Regions from separate parts of the Mus musculus genome. Here regions 1, 3, 4, 5, 6 and 7 are each linked to region 2. A link is a contact called in public Hi-C, HiChIP or PLAC-seq and capture Hi-C data. All regions are on one chromosome and are shown on one strand. Each heading gives the region's core, a stretch centred on a gene start, on an enhancer-like site or on the middle of the called end of the contact. The rest is flanking DNA. Distances are from core to core; before and after follow the strand shown. Region 1 holds the start of Dusp22 (dual specificity phosphatase 22). Region 2 holds the start of Foxf2 (forkhead box F2). Region 3 holds the start of Irf4 (interferon regulatory factor 4). Region 4 holds the start of Gmds (GDP-mannose 4, 6-dehydratase). Region 5 overlaps Exoc2 (exocyst complex component 2). Region 6 overlaps Dusp22 (dual specificity phosphatase 22). Region 7 has its middle 150 kb from the start of Gm40876.

Region 1 (2,700 bases), core at 146-2,645, 970 kb before region 2:
CTGATCCTAAGTGTATGAAAAAAATATGACACAGTAATGTCATAGGTACCTGGAGTATATCTTATAAACTGGATGCTTTAGTTGAGAGAAGAATCTATGGGGAGATGACCTTTGTACTAAGACCTCAAAAAAGCTATGCAAAGAATTGGGCGTTGAGATGTCAGTAACACAGGACCCTGTGTAAGATCAAGCCTAGGATGTCTAAGAAAAAACAGAGCAGCCCCTGGGGCTGATTCCAGGAAGGGGGAGGGTGATCTAAGGCCAGCAGAATTGGGCTTGAAACATGGCATTATCTTCATTCAACAAGTACTGGCATCTACTGGGTGTAGGGCGTTGTCAAGAATACAAAATGGAAATGAGAAACCTTTAGTTCAGTGGTTCTCAATCTTCCTAATGCTGTGACTCTTTAATATGGCTACTCATAACTTGGTGACCCCCAACCATAAAATTATTTTCATAACTGTAATTATTTTCATAACTGTAATTTTGCTACTGTTTTAAATAGTAATGTTAAGTATCTGTGTTTTCTGAGGGTCTTGGGTTACCCAAGTGAAAGGGATGTTCAAACCCCCAGGTCTTAGTGCCTATAAAGGAAATTAAAATTTTACCAAGGATAAGCCAGGCACGGTGGTGCACACCTTTAATCCCAGGTGCACACCTTTAATCCCAGCACTCGGGAGGCAGAGGCAGGTGGATTTCTGAGTTCGAGGCCAGCCTGGTCTACAAAGTGAGTTCCAGGACAGCCAGGGCCAGGGCTACACAGATGTCTCGGGGAAAAAAAAATTACCAAGGATGATAGATGGCCCACATGCTAGAATGCATGCACACGCTAGACAAAACCGCAGTGCAGGTACGTGGGGGCTTTCTGGGGGTAGTCATTGCAACACACTGCCCTGAAAAAGACCATTTAGAGACAGTTGGGTTCCTCTCCTCGACCAGGGTCACGTCTCTGCAGAGGTGAGTCACCTAGCCCACCTTTCCCAGAGCATGCTCCTTCTCGGTCTGAGTTGGGTGGGGCAGGGCCCACAGGAATCCCCCGCCTTGTTGGCTCAGAAAACCCAGACAGGGGAGCCCCTCTAACAGGGGAGTCAAGGCCTGAGACACTGCCCGTAACTGGCACCAGGGAGCCCCAGGGGAAACCGCCTTTAGGGACTTGGGGACCCCCCTACCGCTGCGCCTGCCTCCGTCCACCCCACCCCCCACCCGGCGCGCGTGCGCAAACTGCAGGGTTGTAGGCTGGGGCTCATGCGCGAGCACGAGCGCGTGCGCGCTGGGCGTCCGGCCGCGGGGGCGAGGGCCGCTGTCCCCGACGTCCGCACGGCCGGACAGTAATGCCGCGTCCCGGGTGGAGCGCGCAGCGAGCGCCGCCCTGGCGCCGCCTCCCGCTGCCCCGCCCGCCTGCCCGCCCGGCTGCGCGCCCGGTCTCCTCCCGCGAGCGCGGAGCGGCGAGCCCGGCGCGGCCATGGGGAGTGGGATGAGCCAGGTAACGTCCGGTCCCGGCCGCACCCTCTTTTCTGCAGCCTCCGCAGCCCTGACCCGCACAGCGTGCCCCTTTGAGAGCGGGGGACCCATGCTGGAGCTGGTCTGTCTCCCTCCCCTGAGACCGGGCCCCTTGACGTCTGCCACCCACAGCATTGGTGAACCGGGCCAGATGGGCGGCTTCTGTAATTTCCTCTTTTCCCCAGATTTGTGTGCGCGTGCACAGATAAGCCACTCTGGTGGGGGAAGTTCACGGAAACCCTAGAACTGACATGGCTTTCGGTGTCTGGAGCTGGTTGACCCTGGGTTGTGGGGCTTCCTTAGGGCAACCTGTTGGCTGGCTGTTGTGGCCGCAAGGCCTTCTAGAAACTCTTTCTTTGCCCCTGTGGTGGCCCAAACCTTCTGGGCCGGTTTTCTCACCCCTACCCCCTAGATTGAGGATGATCTGGCGGTGACAGTCCTCCGGGTTCTATTTGTGTCAGTCTCAAGGTTAAGGAACTTGCTGGTTCAAAGAGAAATCTTACTAAGGCTCTGGATGCCCAGGACTAAGACAAGTACTTCTACAAGTATTTTAAATGGTCCTGGGTTTGGTTAGCTTCTGGTGTTACCCCCCATCTTGTCTCCACTTACTTTATCCATCATGTTTATAGGTTCTAACGGTGTGGCTCGCTTTCTCCCCTTCTTTCTTCACCCTTTCACATTTGTCTCTGCTTTGTGGCGAGGGGCTCTGCAGTGGTTTAGTTACTTCCATGGGAATGATTATTGAGGCAGAGATCCAAGACCGAGGAGGGAACGAACATGTCTTTGATGGAAGCCTGCATGCTCCTTGCACAGTCTCCATGTTTTTGTGCGTTGTGACTTTTGTGTGTTGGTGACTAGGATTTTATTATTTTATTATTATTATTATATTATTATTATTATTATTATTATTTTCGCCAGTGATCAAATTTGAAACAAACTCCCTCTCATGAATATATGCTTGTATTATGTTCCCATTAGCACAGGGATCAGTCATCGCTCTGAGCTTTCTGCTTTTAAAATTAGACCGGTTGAAGATGTCCGCCTGGGGCTGACAGACTCTGCTTGCTTTCCCTTGACATTTCTAGTTGGCGCCACTGTTTACTGTCCCTTTCTGCATTTGGTTTCTAGTATTTTATATTCTAATTGAAAGAATGGGTTTAGGTATACAAGTGATTGATTGCCTAAGGGATATTCTTTTCA
Region 2 (2,700 bases), core at 178-2,677:
ACAACACAAACCCAGTCCTCTCAGGGCTGGCGCAGTGCTGTGCCTACCATTTGCTACTCTGATGGGCATCTCCTTCCCTCTGGGCCAGGCCACCAGCCCTGGTGTGGTCAGGCCTCCTTCAGCTTGCAACTCGCTTTGCAGCCCCTGTCCGGGGTCAGACTACATTTCCCCGCACGTGTAATCCAATAACTAACTGTCGGGTCTCATTGGAATGATTTCTCCCGAGGGCCATCTCTCTCTGAGCCGACTCTTACTTAGAGGAATAAGCCACAACTGGAGGAGTGTTCTCGAATGGAGGGAGCTGGGCCACGGAACATAGGGAGTGGGGGGGGGGTGCACCGGAAGACAGACGCTGTAAACCCACTGGCAGCTGTGCAGACCTTCCTTGTTGATAATAAATACAACTATCTCCTTACTCAGGGTCTCTCTTGCTCTCTCTCAGCATGAAGTGGAAATGACAAGTCAGTGGAAAATGGAAGCAAATAAAAAACCGAATCCATTCGACTCAAAAGAGTGTCTAAGAGGTGGCCCCAGGTTTCTCCACCCAAACCCCTTGCTCAGCTGACAATCTGTTCATAACTGCCCCGGGCACAGCTCAAGGGCGTCCAGTGTTTGCCCTCTGCTGTGACCTCTCAGAAGCCTGCATGTCCAGCCAGAGAGAGAGAGAGAGAGAGAGAGAGAGAGAGAGAGAGAGAGAGAGAGACCCGGAGTTGGCACGTTACCTTGGGACGTCTGGCACCCTGGCGTGTGGCTGAGGGCAGCACTGCCTAAATGAAGTTGACAGATGGTGTCAGTTCGGGCACTGGGGACCGTGGCTAAGGAAGCTCTTCCAGGGCACAGTCTCCCCAAGACTCAGCCCCCACAGGGTCCGGCGGGGGTGGAGGAGGGGCAGGGTGTGTCCGGGCACGGATCGCTAGGTTGGGGGCACTTCTGGGATAGGATACGGGCTGCTGGAAGGAACAGAGAATGAATTGCTGAAGTTAGGAGTAATCGAGTCTGGCCAAGGTTGGGAGTTCTCCCTGCTGAATGCGGGTGTATCTGCGGCTTTGAAGAGGACAGACTGGGAAAGGGAAAGAGCCCCGAGAGGAATTAGTAGTGCCAGCAGGACCCCGGAGAGTCCGGGAGGCGATAAGAGCAGGAGCCCGCCGCCAGGTCCAGAGGGGGAGGAGTGACGCGAGCCCTGTGCGCCCTCCCCGTGGCGGGCGGCGCGGAGCAAGGAGGGGGCAGGGCGGGGTGGGGTGGAGGGAGGGAGCGAGGGAGGGAGGGAGCGAAGCTGCCGCGGGGAGGGCGCGCCAGGGAGGAAGTCCAAGAGACAGAGAGAAGAGCACTCCTGAAAGAAGACGACGGGCTAGTCCCCGGGGTCCGGGCTGAGGTCTTGGCTCGAGGGCGCAGCTGTCCAGCTCTGGGCAGCGTCGCCTCAGTGGCTTAGGAGACGGTTGCGCAAGGAGCCGGCCGGAGGCTCGGAAGAGGGATGCGCGGGGCGTTGCCTCCGACCCGCCGCCGCCGCCGCCGCCCGAAGCCCCAGAGGAGCTGAGGGAGGCGACGCCGAAGCGCTGGCCCGCAGTGGCCCGGGCTGCAGCGCGGCCGGCGCAGTAGGGCACTCGCCCGATTTGTGGACCGACCCGGCTCCGGCGCCGCCGATCCCGGTCCGGGGTCCGCCCCCCAGGCCCGGCCTCGTTCCCGATTCCCAGATGAGCACCGAGGGCGGGCCTCCGCCACCCCCGCCGCGCCCGCCGCCTGCCCCACTCCGCCGCGCGTGCAGCCCGGCGCCCGGCGCGCTCCAGGCCGCCTTGATGAGCCCGCCACCCGCCGCCACCCTGGAGTCCACTTCGTCGTCGTCATCATCATCCTCTGCCTCCTGTGCCTCGTCCTCTTCTAACTCCGTCAGCGCCTCGGCCGGTGCTTGCAAGAGTGCGGCTAGCAGCGGCGGCGCGGGCGCCGGGAGTGGAGGCACCAAGAAGGCAACCTCGGGGCTGCGGCGGCCGGAGAAGCCTCCTTACTCGTACATCGCGCTCATCGTCATGGCCATCCAGAGCTCGCCCAGCAAGCGCCTGACGCTCAGTGAGATCTACCAGTTCCTACAGGCGCGCTTCCCCTTTTTCCGTGGCGCCTACCAGGGCTGGAAGAACTCCGTGCGCCACAACCTCTCGCTCAACGAGTGCTTCATCAAGCTGCCCAAGGGCCTCGGGAGACCTGGTAAGGGCCACTACTGGACCATCGACCCGGCCAGCGAATTCATGTTTGAGGAGGGTTCGTTCCGCCGCCGGCCGCGCGGCTTCAGGCGGAAGTGCCAGGCTCTCAAACCCATGTACCATCGCGTGGTGAGCGGCTTGGGCTTCGGGGCCTCGCTGCTGCCCCAGGGCTTCGACTTCCAAGCGCCCCCGTCGGCGCCTCTGGGTTGCCACGGTCAAGGCGGTTATGGTGGCCTCGACATGATGCCCGCGGGCTATGATACAGGGGCGGGTGCTCCGGGCCACGCGCATCCACACCACCTCCACCACCACCACGTCCCCCACATGTCGCCCAACCCGGGCTCCACCTATATGGCCAGCTGCCCGGTGCCCGCAGGTCCTGCGGGCGTCGGTGCGGCAGCGGGTGGCGGCGGTGGCGGCGGGGACTATGGGCCGGACAGCAGCAGCAGCCCTGTGCCCTCATCCCCGGCTATGGCAAGCGCCATTGAGTGTCACTCGCCCTACACTA
Region 3 (2,700 bases), core at 21-2,520, 880 kb before region 2:
GTGACCAAAATTTTCTTTGAACGAAACTCTGTTGTTTACTACCAGGGCTCTGACAATGGAAAACTAATTGGGGTGAAAGAACGACATGGCATCCTGTTAATTTCTGAGAAAGCCTGTTGATGTTAGGAAAAAAAAACATGCCGGTGGGCATCTCTGCACCAGTTTTCCTGTGGCCAAAATCAGATGTTTCTCCTAAAGTCCAGAACCCAGGATGGAAGATTAAAAGAAAAACTGAGAAACATGTGAAATGAAAAAGTTGTCAAATCTTTACAAACGCTCCAAGTTGACCTGTGGTGGTGGTAATCTAAAATGATACAGAAACTGGTAGTCTGCTTGCTTACCTGAAAACACCAAGATAACATATAAGCTCCAGGCATCCAAGCTGAGCTGGAGAAAGTCAGCGGCAAAAGCTCATGGAGTTTACATATGAAGGTCAAAGAAAACACGAAAATAAAGTAAAACCTTCAGTCAGCCTAGCTGTTCTATTTGGGGCATTGGTACCTCACCGGCAACTGCCTCCCACGAGGCTGAGGTTAAAATTATCATTTTAAGGTGAATTGACATCCGGAAGCGCGCTAACTACCTGAGTACTCAGGGATCCCCCATCTCTTTTATGTTGCCATGATTGAAACTTTGGGGACTGTGCTTGTCTGAGTCATCTCAATTCGTCGGTTTCATTCACCCAACATGTATAAGCGTTTCAAACACAGTATTTGGGCCACGGCTTATAAACTTGCCTTTCTATTTTTCTTTTTAGTGAGCGTGATATTCTCTAAACGCTCAGAGAGACAAGACTCCGCTTTGCCCAAGGATGCTCCCGACCTCTCTCAGTCTATCTCTTCTGTCACATGCTGTGAGAACCAAGTTCCCTGTGCTCCAGACTCTCCATCACTTCCCAACCTGGCCATGAGCAGTTAGTAGTTATCAGCTATGCTCAGTGCAGATTCCAGTATCCCCTTTGCATGCCTCCACCTTCACAGGAACGGGCCATACCGACTTGTCCCATCCGGTTGAGGATTTCTGAGTACATCAGAGTCCCCAGCCCCCTCCACAGGAGGAGCTGAAGAAAGCCAGGGTTTGTCTGAAGTGGGACAGCCCTTGACCCGGTGGGCTCTAGTCCGAAGCTCCTGTTCCTGCGGGACACCCAGGCACAAGGCAGAGGTGGGGGGCGGTCCTGGGTATGGGCAAGCCACGCCCTCTCAAGGCGGGGCCGAAGCGCCCGCCCTGCACTCCGCCTCCGGCTCTATAAAGTTCCTCTTTCTCACCTCACTTTCCTAGTTTCACCACTTGAACTTGGGACCCTTTGCTGCCCTCAGCTAAGAGTGCGGGTGAGGTAAGGCCTGTAGTCGGGCAGAAGGAGGAGTGTGAGGCTGGTGGCAGAGGAAGCCTGGCTTCCATCTCTGAGCCTGAGGGAGAATGCTGAGATAGCGGACCCAGGCTCCGCTCATCTACGCTGCCCTAGGACCTGTGCACTTCGGGTTTTGTATGAAGCTGTTTGGGTGGGAGTTCCAGAACATCCCCCACGGGCTGGGCGGGACGAGCTAATGGGACTGTGGTGTCATCAAAGGATCGCACTGGCCACAGCTTGTCCTCAGAGGGACAGCCTCTGACTCTCTCTGCTCCAGTGGAAAGCTCCTTTCCAGCCCTGGTTCCTAAAGGACCCAAACTCATCTAGGGCTCCAGAGCGTGATTCCTAGGCCGGGCAGCCAAGAAGAGCTGAGAGCTCCAAACTTAGGGTGCTCAGAGCCCCTTTCCCCGCATGCCCCTTCTTCACTTCTCTGGCAAGAGTGCTAGTGTTGCTGTCCGCAGCACCCCTTATTCCCAGCCTCGGCTTCATTCCTGCCAGGGTTCACGCTGACATTCTGCAGGTTGGAATCTCCTGTTTCTTGGCTGCGCTGCTTGCCCCATAACCAGACTTCCACTTGTTGCTTCCAGGACCCACGTGATGGTCTCTGGTTGGGTAGGCCTGGGGTTATTCCGAGGACAAAGTAAGGGTGTCATAGAAGAAAGTCAAGAGAGTAAGCTAGGTACCGCAAACCTGCATGGCAGGGACACAGGACCTGGACAAGGGCTAGTCCATGTGCCAGGTCCTTTTCGCCTGGGGCAGCCAGGGCAACCTAAACCCAGGAAGGGGCAAGTGTAGAAACAGTGAGGGAAAAGTGGGATGAAAGCTACTTGGATCCAGCACAGAGGGACGAGTGAGCAAAGTGAGCGCCCCAGCGTGGCGCAAGACTTGGGATCTGCAGAGAAGCTGTGTAGCTAGGAGCTTTCAACGGAGCGTGTTAATGTAAATGTAAATGAAGAAATTACCTAATTTTTTTAATAAAAGAAAGAACAGACAGGCAAAAAAAAAAGGAGGAGGAGGAGGAGGAGGAGGAGGATGGTGCGCGCCAAGGGATGCTCTCTATACCTTCGTCAAAGTACCTTCTCTTGGGGGACTTCGGAGACTCTGGCACTGCACCCGAGCACCTTGGCAGCCTCAGAGACTCGGGGCCTCGTGGGCACTGCAAGAGTTTGGGACGGGGCTTCCTCCCGCCTCCAAAGTGATGCGAAGGTAGTTGCAGGGAATGTGTGTCTCTCCTCAGCGCACAAGCCCAGGAGGAGGTCCGCACGCGTCATGAACTTGGAGACGGGCAGCCGGGGCTCAGAGTTCGGCATGAGCGCAGTGAGCTGCGGCAATGGGAAACTCCGACAGTGGTT
Region 4 (2,700 bases), core at 129-2,628, 710 kb after region 2:
CACAACATCCTAACTCAATTTCTTGATAATACTAAGTGAAAGTTTACTTTAGAGAGTATGTGAATGCAGTTAACATCTGGGCTTAAGAACCAGTCTGAAAACTTGGGAAAAGAGAACCATCTGAAAGATCTCTAGCATTAGAAAAGAGAGGTGACATGGGGGGGGGTGCACAGTTCTATGGTAGAGCACCCCTGAGGAGTCCCTGACTTGACGTTTTTATCCTCAACCCTGGACCCTTTTCCTACCTCTTCTATCTTACTAGTTGGTAAACGTTTATTTATCGAAAGTACCTTAAACAAGATGCAATGATAACTGAAAGAATGATCAGTAGCTAGTAACTGAAATAGTCTAATGTCTGGGAACTGTGTATCTGCTCTTTGGTAAAACGAGAGAACTTTAAGACCACTTCCAACCCCAACAATACACTTCCTACCTGTTGGGCTTCAGGTAATTCAAACTCATTTTCCTCAATCTTAAACTGGAAATAAGGACTTTGTTGTATGGAAGCTAACTAGTCAGTATTAACCAAGTAACTCCGATATGGTAAGTATGCTGGTGTGGGCCATATTAGCTTTATTATCATCTTTACCATCTTCGCTTTAGCATTGACCACCATCAGATGTCCTGGGATACACAGAAAACAGATGCCCTACAGCAAGTAACAAGGACATTACTTCAACACCCCTGAATCTCACTCTACACAACTTGACAAGGCAGTGGTTAGCCTTATCTGTTGCCATACCTCTATGAGATGACTGTCATAAATTAGTCATGCCTAGCATAGGCCATGGGGTCCCAACATTCAAGACAGCACAGCCTAATTACCTCACCCAAGGAGTTCATGCCTTTGGAATTAGAAAAGTCGGTCTCACTTTGGGACTCCACATACTGACATATTCCTCGCCCCTTTCCTTCCCTGCACCAGGATCTACAAAGTACGAAATTCCTTCCAAGAGCTCACTTGGGCTCCAGGAAAGAAACTACAGTCACCCAGGGGACAGGTGGAGCAGAGTGGTCCGGTTGCTTAGCACCACCAGCTCACACCCCCAGAAGGATCAGAGAGCCATGCTGCTGGGGCTGAAGCTGTCCCATCCCGCAGCCGCTCACACCTTCCGGGACTCGTGGAGCGCAGTTCCCGGTGGCACAGCGGCCCTGCGCGGGGAGGCGGCCCACGTGCCCCCGGGCTACAGGCCGCTCGTCCCCGCCCCGCACTCACCTGTCCGGTGATGCCAGTGATGAGAGCCACCTTCCTGAGCTTGCCCATCTCGCCATCCCCGGAGCCCGGGTAGCTCGGGCACTTAGCGGGAGCTTGAGCCATGTCGCCTCAGGCGGGTGAGCGTGCGGCCGAGAGGAAGGCGGAGTGGAACGAGCCGCGGGCCGGCAGGGACCAGGGTGCGCGCGCCAGTCGTTTCACGGAGCTGCAGCGGCCGCCACGGTCTGACAGGGCGCGCGGGAGGCCGGGCGTGGAGCGAGGGGCGGGCCAGCTTAGTCGGGGCGGGCGGCGCGAGCCGGGCTGAGGCCTGGCTGGCGCCGCGTCACTCGCCCAAGCAGCGACGCGTCAGCAGCGCCCCCGACAGCTCCGCCCCTGCCGGGGTCTCCGCGCTGAGCCACGCCTCTCTGGGGGCGGGGCCTGAGGGCGCCGGGCCCCTGGAAGAGGAAGGATGTAAGTCTGCGGTCAGAGTAGAGGATATGGCCTGCATGGGCCTCGGTCTCCGGGAATCCTCATATCGCCCCATGATGCCAGGAGGAATGACGAGCTGACCTTCTCGGTAGGAAAGAGCTCTGAAATCCAAATCTAGGTATCCAAGGCTGGAGTCATCGACCTTATTAAATTTCTAGAAATCTGCTTCATTGTCTTTGTGAGCAGGTCAGTTTTAACATTTCTCGAAGGCACTAGAGTTTCAAGGCTACTCTAACCTGTGAATCTTCTGTGAACATTAGCAGTTTGCTAATGTTTGGACTAGTTTGGGGGTTCCCGGTAATTCCGTTCAAGGAACAGTATTTACTTCGAGGGCTGGAAGTTTCTGGCCCCGCCCCCATCCTGCATAAGGAAACAATTGACAAAAATCCACAGGTCAGTAAAACCTGTACAAATTTCATGAGGTGGGGTTGTTGCAGTGTCTTTTGAACTTGTTTCTATTTAGTGCATGCACACTGACAGATTCACTGACTGAGAAAGGCTGACAAAGGACTCAGACATAGGGACAAGGGTGTAGGGAAGAAACACACACACATACACACGTACACACATACTGTCCAGCTTATCTCTCCAATAAACATCCTCAAACCGTCTTTCCCTTTGCAAACTGAGCTACTAGGACAGGGCCCAATAGAACCTGCTAGATATGATACAAACCTGTAGTTCCAAAACCAGAGTGCCCAAACTCCTCGGAAACATTCCAAACTTTATACATAGGCTTGTCTGGTTTAATATTTTTACCTTTCCTCTAGCGCATTCTATATGGAAAATGAGACCTAGAAGTTGGGGAAATATATTCCTTAAGGCAAGAAATGTCTAAAATCTAGATGATCTTTAACTATTGATTTAGTTTTATGTAAATATGTTGTAATGTAAGGATAAATAGAAAAAAATGAATACTTAGGAGAGATATGTCCCATTTGTTCTGTAGGTCTGACACCTTCTATCATACTAATGAATACTAGGAATTTATCTGTCTAGTAAAAAATTTAACAGAAAAA
Region 5 (2,700 bases), core at 61-2,560, 790 kb before region 2:
ACTGCTGCGTTGGAGGGTTTTCAGTCTTGGTAGATTCTGCCAAGCTGTCATTCAAAAGGCCACAGGAAACAGAGGTCTTGCTTCTCCATGCATTTTAACCATGGGTTGCCTGGTGCTACAACATGTCCCAACTCAACAGTTCATTGAAAACTTTTAAACAGCAATTTGACAAAACTTTTCATTGAAAAAAAAATCAAGTAGCATTTTAAGCAAAATGTAAAGGTGGACGAAGCCAAGCCTTTCACTCCTCTGCCTGTCTGGAGTCTCAAAAGGAGTTACAGAAAGCATGCCGTACCATGTGAAGCCATACCAAGAATGCAGACCTTCCTTCCCGTGAACCACTTCCTGGCACAACAGACATTGCTTCTCTATGGACAAACTCAAAGTTCTCTGCTAGTGTTGTTTTGAAACCCGGCACTCCCCGGTAGGTAATACTTCAAGAAATTGGAAAGTCTGGAGACAACCTACTTCGTACACCACATTTCCTGTTTTTAACCCCTGTGCCCTAAATCAGTTAGCACTCCTAGTCTACTGACAAAAATAGATCGAAAAATACTATAAATATCCCACAATGTACTTTTTAAAATTGTCAAACTGAAACATTACATGAAAGAAGCCTGGGCTGTTTTTTTTTTTTTTTTTTCTTTTTAAGTAAACTATCTATTCAACTATACTCTAAAGACACATACTGCCTGTTTTTTTTTTTTTTTTTTAAAGATAGTCAGAAACTTTATCAGTATTGGCATAACAGACAAAGAAGCCTAAATATCACATAATACAATTAGCTTTTGTTGTAATGGAGAAAGCAAATTTCTGTTGGAAGTACAGGTCTCCCTGTTTTGGTGTACATTCCCATACTGACTTGTATCCTCAGGGGCAAGGTGGCCCTACTGTGAGTGTGTGAATAATAACTTCTGCCTCTATAGTGCTGTTTTCTATACCAGGACTTTTCCTGTATCAAAATGTGGTCCTACTGATCACTATGGTGGATTTCATAGGAAAACTCTACTCTTTAGAAAACAAAGTATTACCAGCAATGAAAATACTAATGAGTTCATGGTTTACTTTTATATACATATAAATAAAATTCAGTGGAACTTAGTATCAATAAACTGCCTTATTATTAAAAGCTGTTTAGAAAAACAGCTTTCAAGACTTAGAAATAGGCAAGGGGGACGCAAGTCCCCAGCCTCTCCTCAGCAGTTTACGTGATGTGTTACAGGAACCATGGATCACATCAACAGCGCATGTCACAGAACAGTCTGCAGCATTAGCGCACGAGTCAGCCAGTTCCTCATAACCCTGACATCCTGAACTTCAGCCTTCAAAGGAGACAGAATTAACACGAACTGACACATTAAAACTACTCTGTCTCAACTAACTACACACACACACAACATTAACACACCAACACACACACACACTCACACACACCCCTCTCTCATCCCCTCATCAAGCCTTTCATTAGAAAGCAGTCTTAACTGGAAAAGTGAAAGTAACAACAAAAAAGATTCACTCTCTCCATGCAAATGAGAGTTTTTATTCACACTGTAAACTACCACTCTGAACATAATATTGCATAAATAGGAACTGTTCAATTTTCAAAATCTCAAGGAGGCCAGTTTAAAGAAAATATTATTTCAGTAAGATTGTAAGATTGAAACCTGACGCTTGGGCTGGAAGCACTGCTGGGTAGCAGGCTACTGAGCTGTGGACTCTGGAAAACACGTCAGCTGTGAGGAGCATGCCCATGTGAGGAGCATGCCCATGTGAGGAGCATGCCCATGTGAGGAGCATGCCCATGTGAGGAGCCCGCCCATGTGAGGAGCCCGCCCATGTGAGGAGCCCGCCCATGTGAGGAGCCCACCCATGTGAGGAGCCCACCCATGTGAGGAGCCCGCCCATGTGAGGAGCCCGCCCATGGCCTGGCACCCGTGTGCAGAAGGTGCAGAGCTGCTCTCGGGCTTATGAGAGCAGTGAGCTGTAGTGAGGTGCCCCAGCACTGGAACCAACTGTGGGGCAGAGAAAGAACTGGGTGTGAGCCTCATCCTCAACATCCAGCTCCATAGACTAATCTTTCATATGAAGGAGTGGCCCACTGTTGTAACTTTAGTCATTAAATCAAAGGATCAATCTAGATATTAAAAAGTTTGGTCATGTGAAAACTAGAAGTCAACAGTTGTGAATTAGTCAAGCCCCATTTCCACAGTAAGAATCCAGGTACAAGTGTCTGTCTCTAGAGTCCTATGTTTTTGCACAAGCCACTAATCTGCTGAGAGTATTAAAGACACAAAGTGCTGCTTCTGCACTGGTGGATCCAATGGCAGAAGACAGAGGTTACGTAGAAAGGGCAGGGTGGTGGATCTGAGTGAGCCTCTGGCTCCCCAGGGGCTGTCTACCTGCCTGAGCCTTTATTTGTAGAGCTTCGATAACAGCTTTCGGAGATGGTTCTGAGGACAAGACACACAATCCAAGGGGAGCAAGAGGATAGAGGAGGGCTCAGCTCCTCATTTCATACACGGGATTCTGTTTCTGACTCTTTACGATGCAATCTTCCTTCACACATGTGGATTCAAGTGGCTATTTCACTCCAGCCCCTGAGCTGCTCTTTGTCCTCACAAGAAGCTTGCTTTCCCGGTGCTCTGCTAGATATATCCTCTCTGCTAGATATATCCTCTCTGCTAGATATATCCTCTCTGC
Region 6 (2,700 bases), core at 138-2,637, 940 kb before region 2:
GCAAGGGAAGTGATGCAATCTTATTTAGGGTTGAATGTGGAGCAAGTGCATAGCTGGCACCTTTAGTGCAGACAAACAAGCTGTGCTCAGAACGCTTCTGGAGTGTGCCTCCCTTCCTGTGGCCCAGCCCCCCTGGGATGTTCTGGAAACGAGTGTGCGGAGGGAGGGTGACATCCGCCCCTGGACGTACATTGACATATCACTTGTCCCCTTTCAGCTGTTACCACAACCACAGCAGATTTCAATTTCCACCTTGGATCACAGAGTGGGTGAATTGTTGGCCACCTCTTGACCTTTTTGATGGGAAAGAAAACAGTGCAGGGTGAAAGTTAAAGCACACAGTAGGAGGCTCACAGTGCAGTGCTGGGCTCAGTGTTCCCACTATCATAAAACCCCTCTCTTTTCTTTCTCTTCCTCTTTCCCTTCCTCGATCTCCCCTCCCCTTACTAAGGATTTAATTCAGGGATTTCTGCAAACTAAGCAAGAACTCGCTCACTAAATTCAATCTCCAACGCCTTTTCGGACTCTGTTTTGAGGCAGGGTCCATGCTGCTCTTGAACTCATTCTGGCCCAGTCAGGCCTGGAACTTGCAGTCCTGCCTCAGCCTTACGAGGAGCTGGGATTACAGAACTACACCACCAGGTCTAGCTTGGAATTTTTTTTTTTCCCCAAACTTTCTTGTAGTTAAAATGAGATGAGCCACTAAGCCCTCGGTTCTTCTGACCATGGCCAGTTGGGGGGATGAAGGGGGCTGTAGGTGAGAACCAGCTGTCTCCTTATCACTTCTGGGGTGAGCAGCTTGCATGGACAGAACCAAGCCCAGGCCTTGAGACTCCACTCCTAGGAACTTGCTAGTATGATGTGACAAATACATCCTAATTTACTTAAGTTCAAGTTTCTGTTCTCAGGAACCAGCGCCATGATCCCAAGGAAAGGCAGTTCCTTACTAAGGCTGCTGAACTTCAACTGCATGTGGTATTCTACCCTCAAGAGAAAATGGTTCATGGCTAACCTAGTATGAGTAGCATATCCTAAACATCTCTTGTTTTGTTTTCTTGTTCCCTTTAAACTGATGTTTCTTGTCTCTTCTGATGAAAAACTATTCTTCATGCTTCCATAATGAGCAATGATATCACAAGTGAGTGGCTCTTACTGGCCATTCTGAGATCCTGATGACCCTCTGTCTCCTTGGTGGCCACAGTGCTTTCTGCTCTGGGGCTTCCATCTGTGTCCAGTGCTAGAGCATACAGCTGTTGAAATAAAAATAGCCCATCAAAGTGTTCACAGTGAAGGGGGAGGGTTGTGGTAAAGCACTCCCCATCAAAGGGGGGCCCTAGGACGCTGGTGTCTACGCTGAGAGAGGAAAGCACCCTTCCAGCTGCACCTGCCATGTTGTAAACCTCAGGCAGTACCATGGCAACCACTGCAGCATTCACAGTTGACCACATTGCAGAAGGATGCTTCTCCTTGTGTGGAGGAGATATGGCAGAATAGCACCCTTGCCTTGCTTCTCCCTAACTGCCCAGCTCCAGAACCCTTGCTATTCTGAAAGCTCCTCACATTCTCATGGAATTCAAACACTCTTGCTAAATTTGGCTTCTGCTTTCTGGGAGCCTGAACCCTACCTTCAAGGACTTAGCTAGCCCTTAAGATCAATACTCAGTTGAGTCAATATTTCCCTCCTTTCCAAACATACCCTAAGTGTGACCTAGAGAAGATCTCTCGTCAATTAAAAAAAAAAATGAAGTCTCCCAATTAAAAAAAAAAAGAATTGTTGTGAGATATATGTGTGTGTGTGTGGATATGTATATGTGTATATACATGTATATGCATACATATACATAAATATATGCATATTCCTTAATATATACATTGTAACCTGTTCAGTCTATATAATGTTACTTGTATCTATAAGATTTGGGTCTGACCACATAGCATTGGATAACCAATTAGAGGGCTTTTCCCTGGAGAAACTATTTGTTCCGTTCTCAGCATTCCTGCAGTTCTTTGTCTGGAGTTGATGCCCCCTGAGGTTTCTCTTTTCCTTGTTATCGTTTCTGCTGGAGTCATCCATGTTCGTATCTCCTCTAGACAGCCTTTGCAATGGATGGTGGCCATTACAGAGGACCAAGGCCCATAAACATGTAGAAGTTAAGTACTCAACCCTAACTGATATATCTACAACACAAGTGCACCTGAGGCTCGGGGACCATAGCAGAGGGGGAGTCGGGGGACTGCAAGAGCCAGAGGAAATGGAAGGTTCTGTGAGATGTTGTTTCATAAAAATGTCAGAGACATTCTAGATCCATGAAGTCTCATCATAATGGCTACCTAAGTTGTTCATTCTTATGAGCACATTCACCAAGACCATTAGCAATAGGCAGTGAAAGTTGAGGCTAAAGCCTCCTGAGATGAAGGCATGCGTGTGCCTGCATGAAACCATGACTCTAGAGCCAGCTCCATATGCCATAGCCAGCTTTGGGATATATGGGTTTGAGTTTTGAAAGATGCATTTGCTTCTTGAAGCATCCTTTTCTTCACTTAAACACATTTGTGACTGATTTTCAAGGAGCAAGAGCTGAGAGAATGGGAAAACAGTGATCACTGTAAGAGTTTGGGGTCAAGCAACCCAAGCTTGCATGCTGGGCGAAGGCACCTGCATTCTGGGGTCAGGGAGGAACTCAGAACACAAAGCTGGAG
Region 7 (2,700 bases), core at 184-2,683, 990 kb after region 2:
GAACCCAGTCCTGTCCCTCTTTCTCGAACAGCTGCCTTGTCTACTCTCATCTGATTTCAGATCACCATTGTCCAGGCATGTGACATGTCAGAGCCTGCGTTCTGTTCCCAACACTCTCTGCCTTTCCCCTGATATCACTTGAAGTACTGGATGTCTGTGAGAAGGTGGAGAATGGAGTGAGAATGTTGCTCCCTAATAGGCTCAGGTGTCTGGATACTGGGTTGTGCTGGTGGTGCTATTTCAGTCCGTGTAGGCCTTGCTGAAGGGCCACCTTCGCTGGAGGTGGGCTTTGAGGTTTAAAAGCCTCTTGCTAGTCTCAGTTTGCTCTTTCCTGCTTGCAGCCCATGACACGAGCTCTCTCGGTTTGCTGTCCCAGCCACTGTGTCTGCTGTTTGTGTCCCAGCCGTCATGGACTCTAACTTTCTAGAACTGTAAGCCCAGGTGAAGCATTTGTAAGTTTCCTTGGTCATGGTGTTTTGCCACAGCGGAAAGAAACAAACAAACAAGCAAACAAACCTAATATGAGTTGTGGGAGCCATTGTTTCAGAATCTACCTCCTCTCCTTCCTCACTGATACAGTGATAGTTTCAACTTGTCCATATGGGTAAGCACCTGAAGTGTATGCGTATATGCAGGTATATGCAGTGTGTGTACATATGTGCATCTCTGCATGTGTATCCACTTCCTAACACACGGCTGTTATTCCGGTATGACAAAGTCACACTAACTGCATCACAAAATAACAACAACAACAACAACAACAACAATAATAATAATAATAATAATAATAATTAGGGCAGCAAACATGGTTGCCGATCAGGTAGCTGTCTGCTATGACGACACCTGAGGGACACAGTGTGGGCAAGAGAAAGTTCCTCACCAGCTCCACCATCTGTATAGATAAGCACTTTCTATAAGTCTGCTCTTCTCATGTGAGTTCATATCATCAGAGCTCTCAGGAGAAGGGAAACAATGCACCGGATGCTCTAACAGAGCACTGGGAAAGAATACTTGCTAAAACAAGAGCCAGGTGCCATAGAGAGCCAGAAAGTCCTTACTAAGCACCTACATCTTCTGTTTCCCAGAACACAGGGCCTCCTCTTGTATGCTCCTCAGGCTTACCACCCCTCTCCGTGGTCCTTTGGAGGTAGTGGCAACTGTGACAGCTCTCTTTCCGGGGCTGACTTAAACCCTGCAAGGGATTCAATATGAATCTGAGGCAGAAGCCTAGTTTAGTTCTGTTTCAATGTTGGTGAGACCTGACATTAGGCACAGTCCTCTGGAAGCCTTGTCTGCAGAGGGGACAATGCAGGCTTTCTCTTCTCATTCCAGGTGGTGCAACATCTGCACTTCTGGCACATCAGGGTAAGCAATGTGATGCACCGCCTTGATCTGAGGAAAGACAGAGAGAGCAAAGCCCCACTCCAGTCTGCGCTTCTCTCTCTTGGGAAGTAAATCTCAGGGGCTGGGCTAGCCAGGGTTTTCTGGCTGCAAGGGGTTGGCACCTATGCCCCTACCAGGTCTTCAGCCCAACACTCACTGGCCCTGAAGTCAGCAGGAACTGCACGGTTGCTTTTCATGTTGAGATCAAGGTCAGAGCTTGGGCAACGTGAGAAAAACAGTTGCAAGTACTCGGGGCATGTAATCTGTGCATGATTTATGCCTTGAGTACCCAAGTGCGTGGCTTATACTTCGAGTAGATAAAGAAGCCAAGCCCTCCACATTCCTTGGGGCTTACTAGACTTTGTTTTTACACAGTGGAGATGGTTGGTGACTTACAGGGCTGCTTAGGGCTCTCCTGAGTCACTAGTGTGACACACAGGAGGAAGAAAGATCTATTTTGGTGATGCCCATGTGCTTAGGTCCCCAAATAAACCCTGCTTCTGAGAAAACACCCTATATATTTCCCTCTTCCCTCTCCAAATATGATTTTGAGACAAACTTCTAGACATTATGATCCTTTGTTTATAAGACCCCATTTCAGTGATCAGCCCAAAGCTTGCATTTTCCAGGCTTCATGTTGAAATTCTCACCTCCCTTGTTTGAAAAAGCCGAGTCTTATTTTTTAGCTGCCCTGGTAATTCCAGGCAAGGTTTGTAAGTGGGCTGTCCCCTCCTTCAAGAATCTCTGAGCTCAAGACAGTGTGTGGGTGGCAGATGGATCAGCTGACAGGAAGTGTGCGTGTGAAGGCGGCCACCCAAGACTTTGGGTCACCGCGGACTCCTGACTGATGGAGCTCAGATCTCAGAGCTGGGAGGGCACCTGCTTGCTCTGCCAAACCAAACCGGCCCCTGCATGGGGCAGATGGCAAAGGAAGTGGGGCTTTGCACACAGGGGTTCCGTGTTTCACTTGAACAGTCTCAAATAACCAGTTTACAATGATGGGATGTTCTTAGGCACTGGGGGTAGTGGGAGGGCTGAGGTTCCGCTCCAGATCTACTGAACATTAATATGCATCGCGGCAGAGTTCTAGAAGCCAGCCAGCTGCATGTCTGGCCGGCCCTTGCTCTGGTGGTCCTCTGCCGACAGGACTATGAATTGCTATTTGTTATCTTTAGGCCTGAGAAGCCATCTGGTTTTGATTCAGGTGGCCTCAGGCTTGCCTCAGGGGTGAAAAGGGTGCACATTCAAATTGAATTTCTCACAATTTCCAAGTGAGAAGAATCCTACTCTTCCCACATGGTGGGCAGCCCCTGGCCT

The links. A called contact is a pair of places that touch in the nucleus more often than the background predicts. HiChIP or PLAC-seq counts read pairs in DNA pulled down with a chosen protein or histone mark. Capture Hi-C pulls out chosen DNA fragments and counts their contacts.
Region 1: a contact with region 2 is called in a capture Hi-C map of embryonic stem cells, with 6 times the contacts expected there. The contact joins the promoter of Dusp22 here to the promoter of Foxf2 in region 2. A contact is called at or near these places in 4 of 39 promoter capture datasets (embryonic stem cells, hippocampal neurons and liver), 3 of 484 Hi-C or Micro-C datasets (cerebral cortex and embryonic stem cells), 10 of 115 datasets of contacts at active chromatin or transcription factors (the NIH/3T3 cell line, astrocytes, craniofacial prominence and 6 more) and 1 of 9 other capture datasets (embryonic stem cells).
Region 3: a contact with region 2 is called in a capture Hi-C map of embryonic stem cells, with 18 times the contacts expected there. The contact joins the promoter of Irf4 here to the promoter of Foxf2 in region 2. A contact is called at or near these places in 13 of 39 promoter capture datasets (the C10 cell line, cranial neural crest, embryonic stem cells and 7 more), 13 of 484 Hi-C or Micro-C datasets (B cells, LSK cells, embryonic stem cells and 1 more), 12 of 115 datasets of contacts at active chromatin or transcription factors (T-cell acute lymphoblastic leukemia, craniofacial prominence, embryonic forebrain and 4 more) and 1 of 9 other capture datasets (embryonic stem cells).
Region 4: a contact with region 2 is called in an HNF4G HiChIP or PLAC-seq map of pancreatic cancer cells. The contact joins the promoter of Gmds here to the promoter of Foxf2 in region 2. A contact is called at or near these places in 2 of 39 promoter capture datasets (hippocampal neurons and pre-B cells), 1 of 115 datasets of contacts at active chromatin or transcription factors (pancreatic cancer cells) and 1 of 9 other capture datasets (pancreatic islet).
Region 5: a contact with region 2 is called in an H3K4me3 HiChIP or PLAC-seq map of bone marrow-derived macrophages, with 3 times the contacts expected there. The contact joins the enhancer-like site here to the promoter of Foxf2 in region 2. A contact is called at or near these places in 1 of 39 promoter capture datasets (the C10 cell line), 5 of 115 datasets of contacts at active chromatin or transcription factors (bone marrow-derived macrophages, craniofacial prominence, embryonic midbrain and 2 more) and 3 of 9 other capture datasets (adipose tissue, embryonic stem cells and liver).
Region 6: a contact with region 2 is called in an H3K27ac HiChIP or PLAC-seq map of large pre-B cells, with 3 times the contacts expected there. The contact joins the enhancer-like site here to the promoter of Foxf2 in region 2. A contact is called at or near these places in 2 of 39 promoter capture datasets (hippocampal neurons and liver), 1 of 484 Hi-C or Micro-C datasets (cerebral cortex) and 4 of 115 datasets of contacts at active chromatin or transcription factors (craniofacial prominence, embryonic hindbrain, embryonic stem cells and 1 more).
Region 7: a Hi-C map of pro-B cells shows a contact between it and region 2, with 2.9 times the contacts expected there. The contact joins the enhancer-like site here to the promoter of Foxf2 in region 2. A contact is called at or near these places in 1 of 484 Hi-C or Micro-C datasets (pro-B cells) and 1 of 115 datasets of contacts at active chromatin or transcription factors (large pre-B cells).

The regions. Positions count from the first base shown.
Region 1 is chr13:30,658,664-30,661,363 of GRCm38.p6, forward strand. It overlaps Dusp22 (dual specificity phosphatase 22), which reads left to right and starts at 1,396. Exons shown (of 7, transcript NM_001037955.4): 1 at 1,396-1,483. The coding sequence starts at 1,463. It overlaps Gm35158 (a long non-coding RNA gene), which reads right to left and starts at 1,380. Exons shown (of 3, transcript XR_382157.3): 1 at 788-1,380.
Region 2 is chr13:31,624,389-31,627,088 of GRCm38.p6, forward strand. It overlaps Foxf2 (forkhead box F2), which reads left to right and starts at 1,428. Exons shown (of 2, transcript NM_010225.2): 1 at 1,428-2,700. The coding sequence starts at 1,692.
Region 3 is chr13:30,747,963-30,750,662 of GRCm38.p6, forward strand. It overlaps Irf4 (interferon regulatory factor 4), which reads left to right and starts at 1,271. Exons shown (of 9, transcript NM_013674.2): 1 at 1,271-1,333; 2 at 2,586-2,700. The coding sequence starts at 2,618.
Region 4 is chr13:32,337,166-32,339,865 of GRCm38.p6, forward strand. It overlaps Gmds (GDP-mannose 4, 6-dehydratase), which reads right to left and starts at 1,379. Exons shown (of 11, transcript NM_146041.2): 1 at 1,217-1,379. The coding sequence starts at 1,318.
Region 5 is chr13:30,833,246-30,835,945 of GRCm38.p6, forward strand. The region is part of intron 23 of Exoc2 (exocyst complex component 2); the gene reads right to left. Among named protein-coding and RNA genes, the nearest start is that of Irf4, 85 kb to the left of the region's middle. Within about 2 kb of position 1,311, at least 87 of the 459 cell types and tissues checked have an H3K27ac peak or open chromatin away from gene starts, as enhancers often do. A contact at or near this core is called in adipose tissue and bone marrow-derived macrophages, where this site is marked.
Region 6 is chr13:30,684,809-30,687,508 of GRCm38.p6, forward strand. All of the region lies in intron 3 of Dusp22 (dual specificity phosphatase 22), which reads left to right. Among named protein-coding and RNA genes, the nearest start is that of Dusp22, 26 kb to the left of the region's middle. Within about 2 kb of position 1,388, at least 40 of the 459 cell types and tissues checked have an H3K27ac peak or open chromatin away from gene starts, as enhancers often do.
Region 7 is chr13:32,609,463-32,612,162 of GRCm38.p6, forward strand. No RefSeq gene overlaps it. Among named protein-coding and RNA genes, the nearest start is that of Gm40876, 150 kb to the left of the region's middle. Within about 2 kb of position 1,434, at least 99 of the 459 cell types and tissues checked have an H3K27ac peak or open chromatin away from gene starts, as enhancers often do. A contact at or near this core is called in pro-B cells, where this site is marked.